Regions from separate parts of the Sus scrofa genome. Here region 2 is linked to region 1. Evidence: chromatin contacts called from public Hi-C data. All regions are on one chromosome and are shown on one strand. Each heading gives the region's core, a stretch centred on a gene start, on an enhancer-like site or on the middle of the called end of the contact. The rest is flanking DNA. Distances are from core to core; before and after follow the strand shown. Region 1 holds the start of SDHAF3 (succinate dehydrogenase assembly factor 3, mitochondrial). Region 2 holds the start of TAC1 (protachykinin-1).

Region 1 (6,415 bases), core at 2,014-4,513:
GCTTGTTCATCTCTCCAGGACTAATCATGTGAAAGTTGAGCCAAACATGTACTTTCTTCCAGACTTTTAATTTTCATCATTCTTAATGATTTAGATTTTGGAATTTAGTAGCCATAAATTAAAAACTGAGCAGCCTATCCATTCCAATCCACACCTGTGGGTGTGTTGTTTCCATATCTAATAATGCAAAGCAATTTCCTCATGTTTTGCCACCACCCTCTTCCACTCACCAGTCTTTTCTCACCAGTTAAAGAGAAAAAGCCTTTAACATTATTTGCAAGTAAGACTTATTTTCAACATATTAATGTGAAGACTAGGGCATGATACAAAGCATTTTTAACATATTAATGTGAAGACTAGGGCATAATACAAAGTAACAATCTAATATGTTCTAGGCAGGTGTTTCCTTTCCCCTTCCAGTTTTATTATTCAGTGATCTCTCTCCATCTCCTTTGACCTCATAGTTCTCTGCCTGTTAAAAAAAAAAAAAAAAACTTCTTTAGCAGCCTCTTGCATTTTTATTTGTGTGGGAGTTGTTCTGCATAAGCAGTGTACTGAATAGTATGCCTGCTGTGTGAATTTCCCTATGGGTATGGGTATATTGTGGTGGTTGTATTTTCTGTGCCCTCAGAGGCTTAGGTGATGTGTTCCTAATAAAGTTTTGAAGAGTTTCCTTTCTTCTTAAAAATCTTCTCAACGCAATAACTTCAGAGTAGGTACATATCTGCTTCTACTTTTACAAAACATTTTGGAGGCAAGTAGGGAGAAATCATGTTTAGATTAGCAGAATTGAAAGGGTCTCATGACCTAACCCAGTTTATTTGATACATGAGAAAAATCCAGGCACAGAGTGGCTGAGTGACTTGCTGTGTAACACAGAGGAAAACCAAATTCGTGGAGGATAAAGGAAAGGCCTGCATGAAGTGTACTGATCTGGATTAGTAGCCAAGAATAGAACCCAGATCTTATTTTCAGTTCATGGCTATTTTGACCACAAGAGGAACACTGGTCAGCCTAAATTGGAAGGTCAAGGAAACAGAGAAAATTTTGTCCTAAAAACATAACTCACTGTCCAGCCCACCATAAAAAAAAAAAAAAAGGTCATTTACCATTATTCTGTTATTCTTTATTCCTCTCAAGGCCCAACCACAACATTATGTCTTGGCTTCTCTCTTACTCATCATTTGCCATTTTTGAGCACTGACTGCCCAAAGCGTTGTGGACCTTTTCTGCTCCCTTTAGGCTGAATTAATTCTTTTATTGTTATTTTTGATTAATTTATTGGCAGAATTTTTTTCCACATTTTCATAAGAGCTTTGGCTCTCAAAGAAGTATTTACTATAGATGTATTTTAACCCCAAAGGAAACCAGAAAAAAAAGTAAACTGGAACAAGAAATTAATTTTCAATTTACAGGGATATTAAGAGATGAACTATGGTTAGAACAAATTTCCTGAAGTAAAATAACCATGCTGTCATTCAATCCTTGCCATTAATGTGGTTTGTCAAGATACCAACTTAAATCCATTTTTTAAAAATGTTCTGTATTCCTTTAAACAAATATTTTTCCAAAATTTTTGGAAAAGGAAAAAGCCCATTCGAGGTAGTAAATATTAGAATATTTACTATTTGTAAGGCACTGTGGTGGGCCCTGAAAAGGATACTAAAATGAGTAAGTCCCTGCCCTTCCAGAGGGGTGTGTGTCTTTTTGTCTTTCAAACAGTCTTTGTACAAACAAAAATCTGGGTCCTGGGAGGGAGTCATATATAAATTTTCCCACACTCTTGCCCATTCATCACTTGACACCCTTAAAATCACAAAATTCTGGCCCTCATGGAATTTGTAATCTAGTGGGGGCTGGGGGGACAGACAATAAGCAAATAAGTAAAATATGTACATGTTATAGAGAAAAATAAAGCTTGGGAAGTTCTGAGCATGATACTCTAATTTCAAATACCATTGTCAAGAAGGGTCTCATCAGAAGGAGACCTAAAGTGATGAGTGAAATAAAGGTGTTAGCCAAGATCGATGAGGCAGAACATTCCAAACAGTCGTAAGAGCAAATACCAAGGCCCTTAGGAGTGTAACTGCCCTGTTCAAAGATGAATTAGGGGCTTGAAGACCAGTGCGCTGAAGTTGACCAACTCGGGAGAGAGCAGTAGGAGAAAATTTAGAGAGCCAAGAAGTGGAGAGACTTTGGATTCTACTCTGATGAGAAGCCACTGAAGGATTTTATTGGTCAGAAGATTGACATGATTTTTTTTAAAGCTAGAAATATAGTAATAAAAAGCTATGTAAAAAGATGTGATCAGAGTTACAGGAACGAGCAAGGCAGCTGGACACCATCAGCAGCAGAGGCTGTTGAAAATCCTAGGCAGGAGTGACATGATTTGATTTACAGTTTAGGTAAATGATCAGAGTTGATTAGGGCAGAGCAGAAGACAAAAGCGACTACAGTATCTGGTAAGGAGAGACTCATGGTGGAGGGAGTAGTGAAAAATGGTCGAATTCTACATACACTGTGTTGGTGGAGCCATCAGGGTTTGCTGAAGGACCAAAGGTGTGATGGGAGAGGGAATGAGGCCAAACTGCTGCCACTTTGACTGGTCACACTCTCAGTAGTGCCTTTGTAAAAGGTAGAGATTTGTGAATGCCCTGATTCTACATTTGCATCTCAAAATACTTAATCAGAATTTCCAGGATGGTAGCCTTAGAAACAATACATTTAAAATGCTAATGATTCTTCTACAGCCATCTTGACCTGAGACAACTTGACCTGCTGCCTCAAGTCTCACTTGAGTTACCAGGGCTTCAGGGTACAAATTAGGACCACAACACCGAGCAAGGTACGTGGGTGGTGGGCTCGTGGACAAAGAGATGACTCCCATTTCTGTCCCTTTCGAAGAACGCAGGGACAACGTAAGATATCTTAAGTGGGTTAAGCTAACCATGGAAGGCTTCCTGAGGCCTTTATGAGGAGGGAATGGTGTAAGATGAATAGAAAAGATGACGGGGCGTGAGTGAAAGACAACAAGCGGCAGACGCCTGACCGCGGGTGGGCAGCCTCTCTGCCCTGACTCAGCACCTGAGCAATCGCAGCTCAGGCGCTCCACGAAAGCCACGCCTCTTCCAGAGAAGGGCCGGCCCATTTCCCCCCAGCAGCTGAAGTTCCGGTTTCCGGAAGGTCCTAATATTAGAAAGGACCAAATCGGATGAAGGTCGCGCGCCTTCTTCCGCCTACGTCACGATTTGCAAATATACCCGGCTGGTAAAGTGGGCGGGCACACATCATCAATCTGCGCAGGCGCGGTCTGTGGTCCACGCGCGGGATTATGCCGGCGCGGCACGTTTCACGAGTTCGGGCTCTGTATCGGCGTATTTTGCTGCTGCACCGGTCTCTGCCCCCAGACCTCAAAGCCCTTGGCGACCAGTATGTGAAGGACGAATTTAGGAGACATAAGACCGTTGGTTCTGAAGAGGCCCAGCGTTTCTTGCAGGAATGGGAGGCAAGTGACTGCTCCCTTTTTTCCGCCCCAGACCTTCGGGGTTCCTCAGAGGTGTCCCTGTTTGTCTCTGGGAGAGACGCCTGTCCTTGGCTGGTTTTCCCTGGGCCCCCTTAAGCTCGAACACGGCGGCAGGCTGTTCCGTTTAAATTAAACAGTGCAAAGTCGTTCAAACAGTACTTCGCAAAGTTACACCCCAAACTGGTCTCTTTTTCCCACAGGTTCTTAGCTGTAGCAGATCTTGCTATATCAGCGTCTCCAAGTCAGTTTAACTTTGCCAGGCACTGGAGGGGTTAAGAGAAGTTTATAAAATTAAGTCGCCGTCAAGTGCTTATAGAGTTTATCGTTTAACAGTTTTTTGTCTTCTCCAGCGCCTTGATAAATTTATGGTATTACTAGTTTTCAGTGTTTTAGAGGCTTGTTTCTATACATACTACTTTTAAAATCTTAGCGCTCTTTGTTGGGCTTTGATAACAAATCAGATAAGACTGGGGTGAGAGGATTACAAGCGGTGGGCGGAAAAGCTAGTCAGAGTTAAGTCAGGTGAAAGTTGGTTTCAAGTCACGTCATTTTTGTAATTGCTCTGCATTATTGCAGTAAATCTAGAGACACATGCATTGGGGATTAGCCCTTTGATTCCCCCTCCCCCTTTTTAGTGATGTCAGAAGATATTTATCGTATTTCATTCCGAATGTTTAGTGGGATTGGGAACCATTCAGGATTGACCATAGGTATGATGTACAAATAGAAGAAATGAATGGAATTGGCGAATAGGGCGACGTTTCAGGTATTTGAAAGCATGAAGCAGTGTTGATTTAAGAACCGAGGTAAGCAACTCTTCAGCCTAAAAAGTTGATGGTTAAAGAGAAGACTACTAAAGACGGTTTTTTGAAAAAAAGCTACAAAGAGTGAACACAGGGTGAACAAAGTGTGAACGTTAGGGTGAACACAAGTTTTTCACTGACTCACAGAATTTTGATGGTAGAATCATTGATGCTTGCAAGAGAGACATTTAGGACGGTGATGAAATTTAGAACTTGCCTGCAAAGCATGTGTATTGGATGTAATAATCCTGTCTAGAGCCAGGGAAGTTGAATTTTTTAAAATGCAGACTGCTTTCATTAAATATGGTTTAACTTGGTCTTGGAATCAGAAGAACTGGATTCAAATTCAGGTACCGACGTTATTAAATGTCAGATCATTTACCAGCCTTACTTTCTTATCCGTAAATTAGTAACAGTATTTACAGTATGTATCTCTAAATTCATGTATGCATATGTATTTAAATCACCTTGTAAGTTGCTAATTGCAATGAAACTGTATGATATTCACGTGTTAAGTGACATCTTTTAAGCCAGGTCAGTTTGTGGCAGGACAGGAAGGAGCTCCATATATGTTGGGAATAAATAAGGGCACTTTGATAGGTCTTAAAATATAAGATCTGGAAAGTTTTTTTCAGAAAAAAGTAGGATAAACTGATAATAAGCTAGAGGAAAGACAAAAGCAAACAGCTGGCTAAAAAAAAAAAAAAAGTGTTAACCCAGGAAACTTGAAATCAGTAATTCAGTTAAAAAACAAAAAACTCCCCACTCTACTGGTGCTGTGTGCAGTTTGATCTCTGGGATTCTTTGACACACTTCTACTAAAATTGCTTATAAACTTGATTTTGTTTTACTTTAAATGTCTCTGGGGAAGATAAAGGGGAAGGATCAGAATGTTAAGAGGACTCAGAATGGGGAGGAGGGTTCTCTATACCCTTCACCTGTGACCATGGAAAGCTGTGGCAAATGGAGGAAATTGAGCTGGGGAAATTTCATGGACCATTCGGGGAAAGGTAAGAGGAAAGTATCTTATTTTATCTTAAGAATTAAAAAACGTAAATGTATACTTAGAGAATAAGTAGTGAATTTATATAATTCCTTACCGTAAGAGAAAAAATACTAAGTTCAGGAAGAGATGTTGAGCCTCTGTTAAAATGTTTGAAACTGCTTGGTAAGATACTCATTGTAATCTTACTCCCAAGTGTTTTAGGAGGCGGTTACTGAAAGTGGAATTGGGGCTGGAGAGATCAGGGTATCTTGCTTATTATGGCATTTTTAAAGTTCGAACTATGCTCAGTTTTGAAGAATAGTAGATTTAGGTAGTGCTTCCCGTTTTTCTCTCGGTGCCTACCCAGTTTTGAAGAGAACACCTTCTTGAAACTTACTTTTAGGGAAATCAGAATAGGCATTGAAAACTAGATAGCTAGTAAAACATGTTCATGTTAGAATGTGAGACAAAAAAATAGATCTCTGGAGCCACATGTTTTAATTTCTCATTTTTAGACCCATTTATTTTATGTCTATTGCTTTCTTGCCTGGTTTCTATTGTTTTCCTGCTTTGCTCTGTGTCTCTTCCAGGATATTTATAGTAAAAGTTCTGTTTCTGGAAAAAGCAAAATGCTTAAGCATTCTTTAAATAGTTATTGATTACTTATTGCCAGGCAAAGTGCTGGGCATTGTTTGACATAAGAATGAGTAATAGGAGTTCCCTGGTGGCCTAGTGGGTTAAGGATTTAGCATCACTGCAGTAGCCAAAGTCACTGCTGTGGTGTGGGTTTGATCTTTGGCATGGAAATTTTTGTATGTCTTGGGTGCAGCCAAAAAAAAAAAAAAAAAAAAAAAAAAAGGAATGATATATTTTATGGTGCCCAAAGTTAAAGTATAACAGACAAGTGTAACCTAGTATGAAAGGGTATCAAATGCTGGGGGAGCAGGAAGGATTGGAGCAAGTTGAGGCCATTTAAAATGTCTGAGCTGAAGTTTGAGCAAGTCACAATTACCATGAAAAGAAAGACTCTCAAAAGACGAAGTAACATAGGCAGAGGTGTTGAGGTAAGAAACAGTATGATTTTTTCCAAGATCTGCAGTGATA
Region 2 (6,415 bases), core at 2,287-4,786, 500 kb after region 1:
CATTATTTTATGTGCCATGGTGCATATGTGGCATCTGAATAGTTATACATTTGGTTACATTGAGCTAACAGGGAAGTAATTGTGAAACTGGCATCTTTATTTTTACTTTGTAAGTCATATCAGCAACTAAGAAAAAATTAATCTAACATGCCCCTCTTTAGGTATGAAATTTTACAAGGTGGAAAATGATATGAATAGCTTTTTGCTTATAATATAATAACAATAATAATAAAAAGGTAAACTAAAAACCTAAAAGAAAGAGTTACTTAGAAAGAAGAGGGTAGAGGAACAGGAATTGAAGCTACACTTCTTTGACTACATTAGGTTTCAAATATTTGAGTTTGGAACTTTGCATTTTACATAATTCTAAAGTTAAATTTAAAAACAATCCCTAAAATTCAAGAGCAAAGTGAGCAAATTATTCTATGTGTATAAGAGTTAATAGCATAATCATGCAGAGAGGAACTTTTAAAATGACTTTAAAGCAGTTAAGTTGACTGAAGATACATTGTATAATATGTTTTTAAGAGCAAAAAATTGCAATTAAAAACTCTTAGGCTGTTTCTAATAATCATATTGCTAACAATGTTGGAATTGTGTATTGGGATAAAGCAAATGAGTATTAATGTTGATGTCACTGTGAACTGGGTTTTTTTGTTTTTTGTTTTTTTTTTTTTGTTTTTTTGGCCTGGAAGAGAAGATGCAAAATAGAAGAGGTTAAGAAAAGACTAGTACCCTGATTTGAAAAGAAAATGTCAGAATATGTTCATGATTTTACACACACACATTTTCAGCTCTATTCATTGAAAAAGTCTTGAAACCAAGAAGAACTCAGTAGCAACATGCACCCATAATACCCAGATTATGGTTTCTAATTATCATTTCTAATTCAAAAGAAACAAGAGCTCCTTAAATGCAAATTGCAAGTCTGCAAGGAAATACACAGTTTAAACCTGGAACAGCTTGTCTCACCAAAAACAAGAAAGCCATTAAAGCCAATTTAAGGCATATCTAATGTCTCGGGAGCCAGTTTGAAAAATCACCTGCTGGCCAAGAAATGGGATAATTTGAACATTGATTACAAGGAGGTCTGCTTCTATCTTTTTCTTGAAGAATTAAAATACTTCAATTATGTTTAAATCCATGTGATCATAATAATCTTAAATTTGGGGGAGAGGGCCATATTTGAATGTGTTAATTTACCAACTCATTATTTTTCAAACTGGTAAAGGGAAGTAATCAAGCTCTTATCTCACCTTTCCTATACTAGTCATGTCTTAGAGTAACTACATAGTTATTGAGAAAAAAATTCTCTTTATAAGGAAGAAATAAGCCAGCTAATAAGTAAAAAAAAAAAAAAAAAAAGAATGATAAAATCAGAATAACACTATTTCAAAAGTACTAATAAGGTAATCAGATATTTTGATCAGCAAAAGCTGCTAATGTCTCAAAAGGAAAAAAAAAAAAGGTATCGTGTGCTTCCTAAAAACACACGTAAAGTAGCTTTGTCAAAAAAACTGAACCACCATGGCATCAAACTTTTAGATATAACTACCAATTAACAGGAAATAGAAGAGAGGAACAAGTTAAAAGAAACTTGTAGGGGGCAATCAAAATTCCAGAAGGTAGTATATTTTATTGAGCAGTTTTATCCCTAAGGACAAAGAGAGCCAGAAGGAGAGAGTGTGTGAAGCAGAGTGAGAGTGGGGTGGGCATGGACTATAGATTAAGGAAGACTTAAGAGATATTTGAACCAGGAGTTCCCATTGTGGCTCAGTGGTTAACAAATCCAAGTAGGAACCATGAGGTTTCGGGTTTGATCCATGGCCTCACTCTGTAAGGATCTGGCATTGCGATGAGCTGTGGTGTAGGTTGCAGGCACAGCTCGGATCCCACATTGCTGTAGCTCTAGCCTAGGCCATAGGCGGGCAGCTACAAGTCTAATTAGACCCCTAGCCTGGGAACCTCCATATGCCTTGGGTGGAGCCCTAGAAAAGACAAAAAGATGACCAAAAAAATGTGTGTGTGTGTGTGTGTGTATAAACCAAAATGCGTGTGTATATATATATATATATATATATACACATGTACATATATATATGAACCATGAAAGTATGGACTTCATTATAATTCTGATTTCATCTAGTAAACTGTATTGAGGAGGGGCTTATGAAAAAATGGGGAATATTTGAACACTGACTTGACCATATGTAACGAATTATTTTATGTTGTTTTTAGGTAGAAAAGTGGCATGCTTATATTTTTAATTTTAAAGATACTTACACTTTCTATAGACATTCTGAAATATTTAGAGTTGAAATTATGTCTGAGCTTTGCTTTGAAATAATCATGGTGGGGAAATAGAAAGAGTTTGTAAGTGAAACCCGTAAATTTTTTAAGTGGATGAGCCTCTCTACTTTCCTAAATGTTTATAATTCTCCATTTAAAAAGTTATAAAAACAAAGAATAGAATACCTCATGTTGCAAGGCCAGGCCTAAAGAAATGAGATATGTAAATGTGAACTTGAAAAGTCAGGTTTATTTAAGTAAAAACAACAAATATTAGAGGGAAAAATATTTGTTTAAATAAACTGCAATAATTTTTTATCCACTATACTAGAACATCAGAATTAACTGGAAAACAGAATACTTACTAAGGAAAGAGGAGAAAACAACTCCACCCCAGACAGAATAGTCATTTAATTCAGTGAGAGAAGAAATAAACATGTCTTGGAGGCAAATCATGGGCTCTTAGCAATTAGCATCTTCCCTACACTAATTTTCCTATAAAGGAGAAACTTAGGAAGGAGCTGAAGAGTCCTTTAGTGATAACCCTGAAGGATCCGGTACATCTCTTGAGGATTTCTCAGCCTTCTGAGAGTAAGTGTAGCAGAGAAACAAAACGTTCTTTTCCAACCCTTGCTCCTGCATATGGCCAGGTAGCTGGGGGGCGGGGGGAGGAGGTATTCCACAAGGACGCTGCTATAAAAGTTCTACTATGTAATGCCACGTTTAAATTCTCCTGTCTCCAAAACGTAAAATAGATTTGTTTCCATCCCCTGAAATACTGTGAGACTGAGAAGTCCTTTAGTACTGCTGAAGAAACGCCACTATTCCAGCTGATTTGGGGAAAGGGTGTTCTGCTCATGGAAAGATGCTATATCTCAGAAAATCTTAAGACACTCTGCAGATGGAAATGGGGGTGGGGCGGGGAGAATGCCTCCCCCACCCCAGTCTGAAGTTCTTTCTTAGCCTGATTTCCAACGACAGTATCTTAATATCTAAAGTTTTTTGGCCATTCTTTAAAGTGCAACTTATCCTGACGTCTCAAGGTACGTAAAAGTTGCCAAAGTCCGAGGAATGAGTCACTTTGCTCAATTCTGATGAGTAATCTCAGGTGTCATGGAACCCCGTTCGGAAGAAAGATAGGGGAGGGGGCGTCAGATCTGCAGGCGGAAGAAGACGGAACGCTGGGGATTGTATGGCGAGATCTCGATTTTCCTAAAGTTGCGTCACTTCGAACCCAATTGGGTCCAGATGTTATGCGCACGGACGGATTACCGTCTCGGAAACTCTCAATCAGACGCAAGCGAAAGGAGAGGAGGCGGCTAATTAAATATTGAGAGAAAGTCGCGTGGGGAGCGTGTCACGTGGGTCTCGAGCCTCAAGGAGACTGGAATAAATAGCGCGCCGGCAGCCAGCAGGCAAAAGAGCGCGCTGCTGACCTCCTTCTCCGCAATTGCGGAGACGGATTGCAGAGCGCCGGGCGAGCGCTCAGACCAGCCGGAGGAACCCCGCGGACGGTTCAGCTGTGGTAGGTGCCTGCGCCCTACCGGGAGCGCTTTCTGCCACGCGCACTGCTCGGAGACCGGGTCTAGCGGGGCTGGTGGACCCGCTGGATCGGGGAACCGTGGGAAACAGCAGAGAGACTAGGGAAAGGCGGGTATCCTTGTCTTCCACCTACAGGCTTGAAGGTGTGGATTGGTGAGTTAGGGGCTGGAGGAATTGTGATCCAGGAAGAAGGGGATTTGAGAAGGTTGCGGGCTTGAGTCTCTTTCCTAAATGGTACAGTCAGGACTTTAGCCCTTAGGCGGTATATCTTGTTTCAGTCGGCTCTGAGCTCGGCTGTGGGGCTGAAATTTCTGTTGCTTCAACTCTAGGATAGCCACCCCATATAGATATTCTCCCCTTTCCCTTCTCCTCACTCTTTCCAGAAATCGAACATGAAAATCCTCGTGGCCTTGGCAGTCTTTTTTCTCGTCTCTACTCAACTGTTTGCAGAAGAAATCGGAGCCAACGATGATCTGAATTATTGGTCCGACTGGTCAGACAGCGACCAGATAAAGGTGAGACCCAGTCTTTGAGATGGCCCGCACCGTTCTTCCTAGGCTCAGGAGCTGTCACTTACCCCTCGAGATAGCACCCCAGTTACTGCAGTGGGCACCGGGACTACAACCAGAGGCAGTGGAGGCGCGGGAGGAGGGAGGCAAAGGAACCCCATCCTCTGGGTCCTAAATGAGATTTTGCACCCACGAAGCCGATTTCTTACGGAGGGCTGCATCACTGGGTCTCAGGAACTCTCCAGAGAAATAATTCCCTCCCTGATGATTCTGGGATCCTCACAAGAGTGAAAACACGGAATTTCATCCCGTAATAACGCAGATTTCGGGCACTCGGGTCCAGCTGCCAGGACAGGGCGTTAGGGAACGCTGGGCAAGTGGCGAGCTGCCGAAGGCTTGGAGGGGCGCCGTGAATGGGAAGCTAACTTCCTGCCTTGACTTTTATTTTATCGCCCTGAGGACATAGCTGCTAGTTTTCCTTTAGAAGGCTAACAGGCTGTTCGCGCAAGGGAGCGTGCCCCTCGGGGACAGGGCAAATCGCGCAGTGCAAATCCCTTTAAAGCGCTGTCACCATCCCTAACCTCCCATCCCGCCACCACCACCCCACTACTGTGCGTTTAGACCGTGAGAGGTCCCAAAGCTGGCGACAGAGAAAAGACAAAGTCTGGTGGCTGAGAGGTAGATGAGTGAGGCTCCCCGGGCTGGGCGGAAAGAGCAGAAGGTGCTGCTCCAGCTAACTCTCAAGGGCAGGGCCTGGGGGAGGGGGCGGCGCTGGACTTGGATTCCTCGGGGTGGGGTCGAGAGAAGGAGCCTCCAGGCGTGAGGAAGCCCGGCCTCCTCTCGCCTGGATGCTAGTTCCCCAGCCCAGACCTGGCCGAACCCCACCGCCGAGATTTGCCCAAGGCTGGAGCGCACCGCAAGGAGGACTCGGTTTCCCGGGCCTCTCATTGGTTGCCTACATGGCCGTTTGTCGGTACATCTGTCCTCCAGGAGGAGCTGCCGGAGCCCTTTGAGCATCTTCTTCAGAGAATCGCGCGGAGACCCAAGCCTCAGCAGTTCTTCGGATTAATGGGCAAACGGGATGCTGGTGAGATAGGCAACCATCCTCTCTCTCTTCCTGGGCAACTCGCCCTTCTCCGCCTAGCTCGCACTCGCACCCAGCCTACCTTGCTCTTTGGGTAAAGATTTCCACCCTAAAGAGGGTATATCTCTCAAGGCACGATTCTGACCCTCACCTCGCTAACTCATGCGTGCCCGCGGGGGAGGGAGAGATCCTTAGAACCACCAAGAACAAGAACTAATTTTAGCGAAGTACCCCCTTAACTAAGGATCCAAACTGTCAAAGAGAAAGGCTAGGGGCCTCCAAGGGGTAGTACTCGGAATGTTCTCAGTGCATGTGGAAACTGATTTGAGACCACTGAGGTTAGATTACAGTTAGCTACCCGGTGCCTCATGATAGAAATATTTAATTCCTTGAATTCATCACACCATCAATGGAACGGGTAAATAGTTAATGTCAATTGTCTCTTGTCAGATTCCTCAATTGAAAAACAAGTGGCCCTGTTAAAGGCTCTTTATGGTAAACATTTCTATAAATCTTTATTTTACTATTATGAATGCACATTTATGAAAATGCACGTGTATGAAAATGAAGTCTTCTTTGGGCTGAAATACAGATTCTTGACAATGCCTCTTGATTAAAGAGATGGATTTCCATCTCTCTCTCCTGAGCATCAAACTGTGGCCAGCCTTGAAGATATGTCTCTTATAAGAAGACAGAGAGGTGTTTCGGCCAGGCAGTTATTAACCGGCCTCAGGAGTCTCTCAGTCCTGGCTTTGAATCCATGGCCCATATAAGTGACTTCAAAATATTACTTTCGTTTGTTAAGATATTTTGTTTTTATTATTAATAATTTGACTAGTATTTACGGTTCTCCTATATTCCTCAGCATAGTCCTTGAATGGGAAATGTCATGTTATTTAAAAAATCAATTCCTTTTATAATTCTCTTTAAAAGAAATAATGTAGCACCTCTAAAATGAATCTATCGTGTTTGCTAATTTTATCTTTTTTTC

Evidence for each region. A called contact is a pair of places that touch in the nucleus more often than the background predicts.
Region 2: a contact with region 1 is called in a Hi-C map of epiblast stem cells, with 1.9 times the contacts expected there. The contact joins the promoter of TAC1 here to the promoter of SDHAF3 in region 1. A contact is called at or near these places in 1 of 5 promoter capture datasets (liver) and 1 of 47 Hi-C or Micro-C datasets (epiblast stem cells).

What each region holds. Positions count from the first base shown.
Region 1 is chr9:76,696,249-76,702,663 of Sscrofa11.1, forward strand. SDHAF3 (succinate dehydrogenase assembly factor 3, mitochondrial) reads left to right here and starts at 3,264. Exons shown (of 2, transcript XM_021063386.1): 1 at 3,264-3,505. The coding sequence starts at 3,332.
Region 2 is chr9:77,193,867-77,200,281 of Sscrofa11.1, forward strand. TAC1 (protachykinin-1) reads left to right here and starts at 3,537. Exons shown (of 6, transcript XM_005667633.3): 1 at 3,537-3,814; 2 at 4,215-4,346; 3 at 5,331-5,427; 4 at 5,875-5,919. The coding sequence starts at 4,224.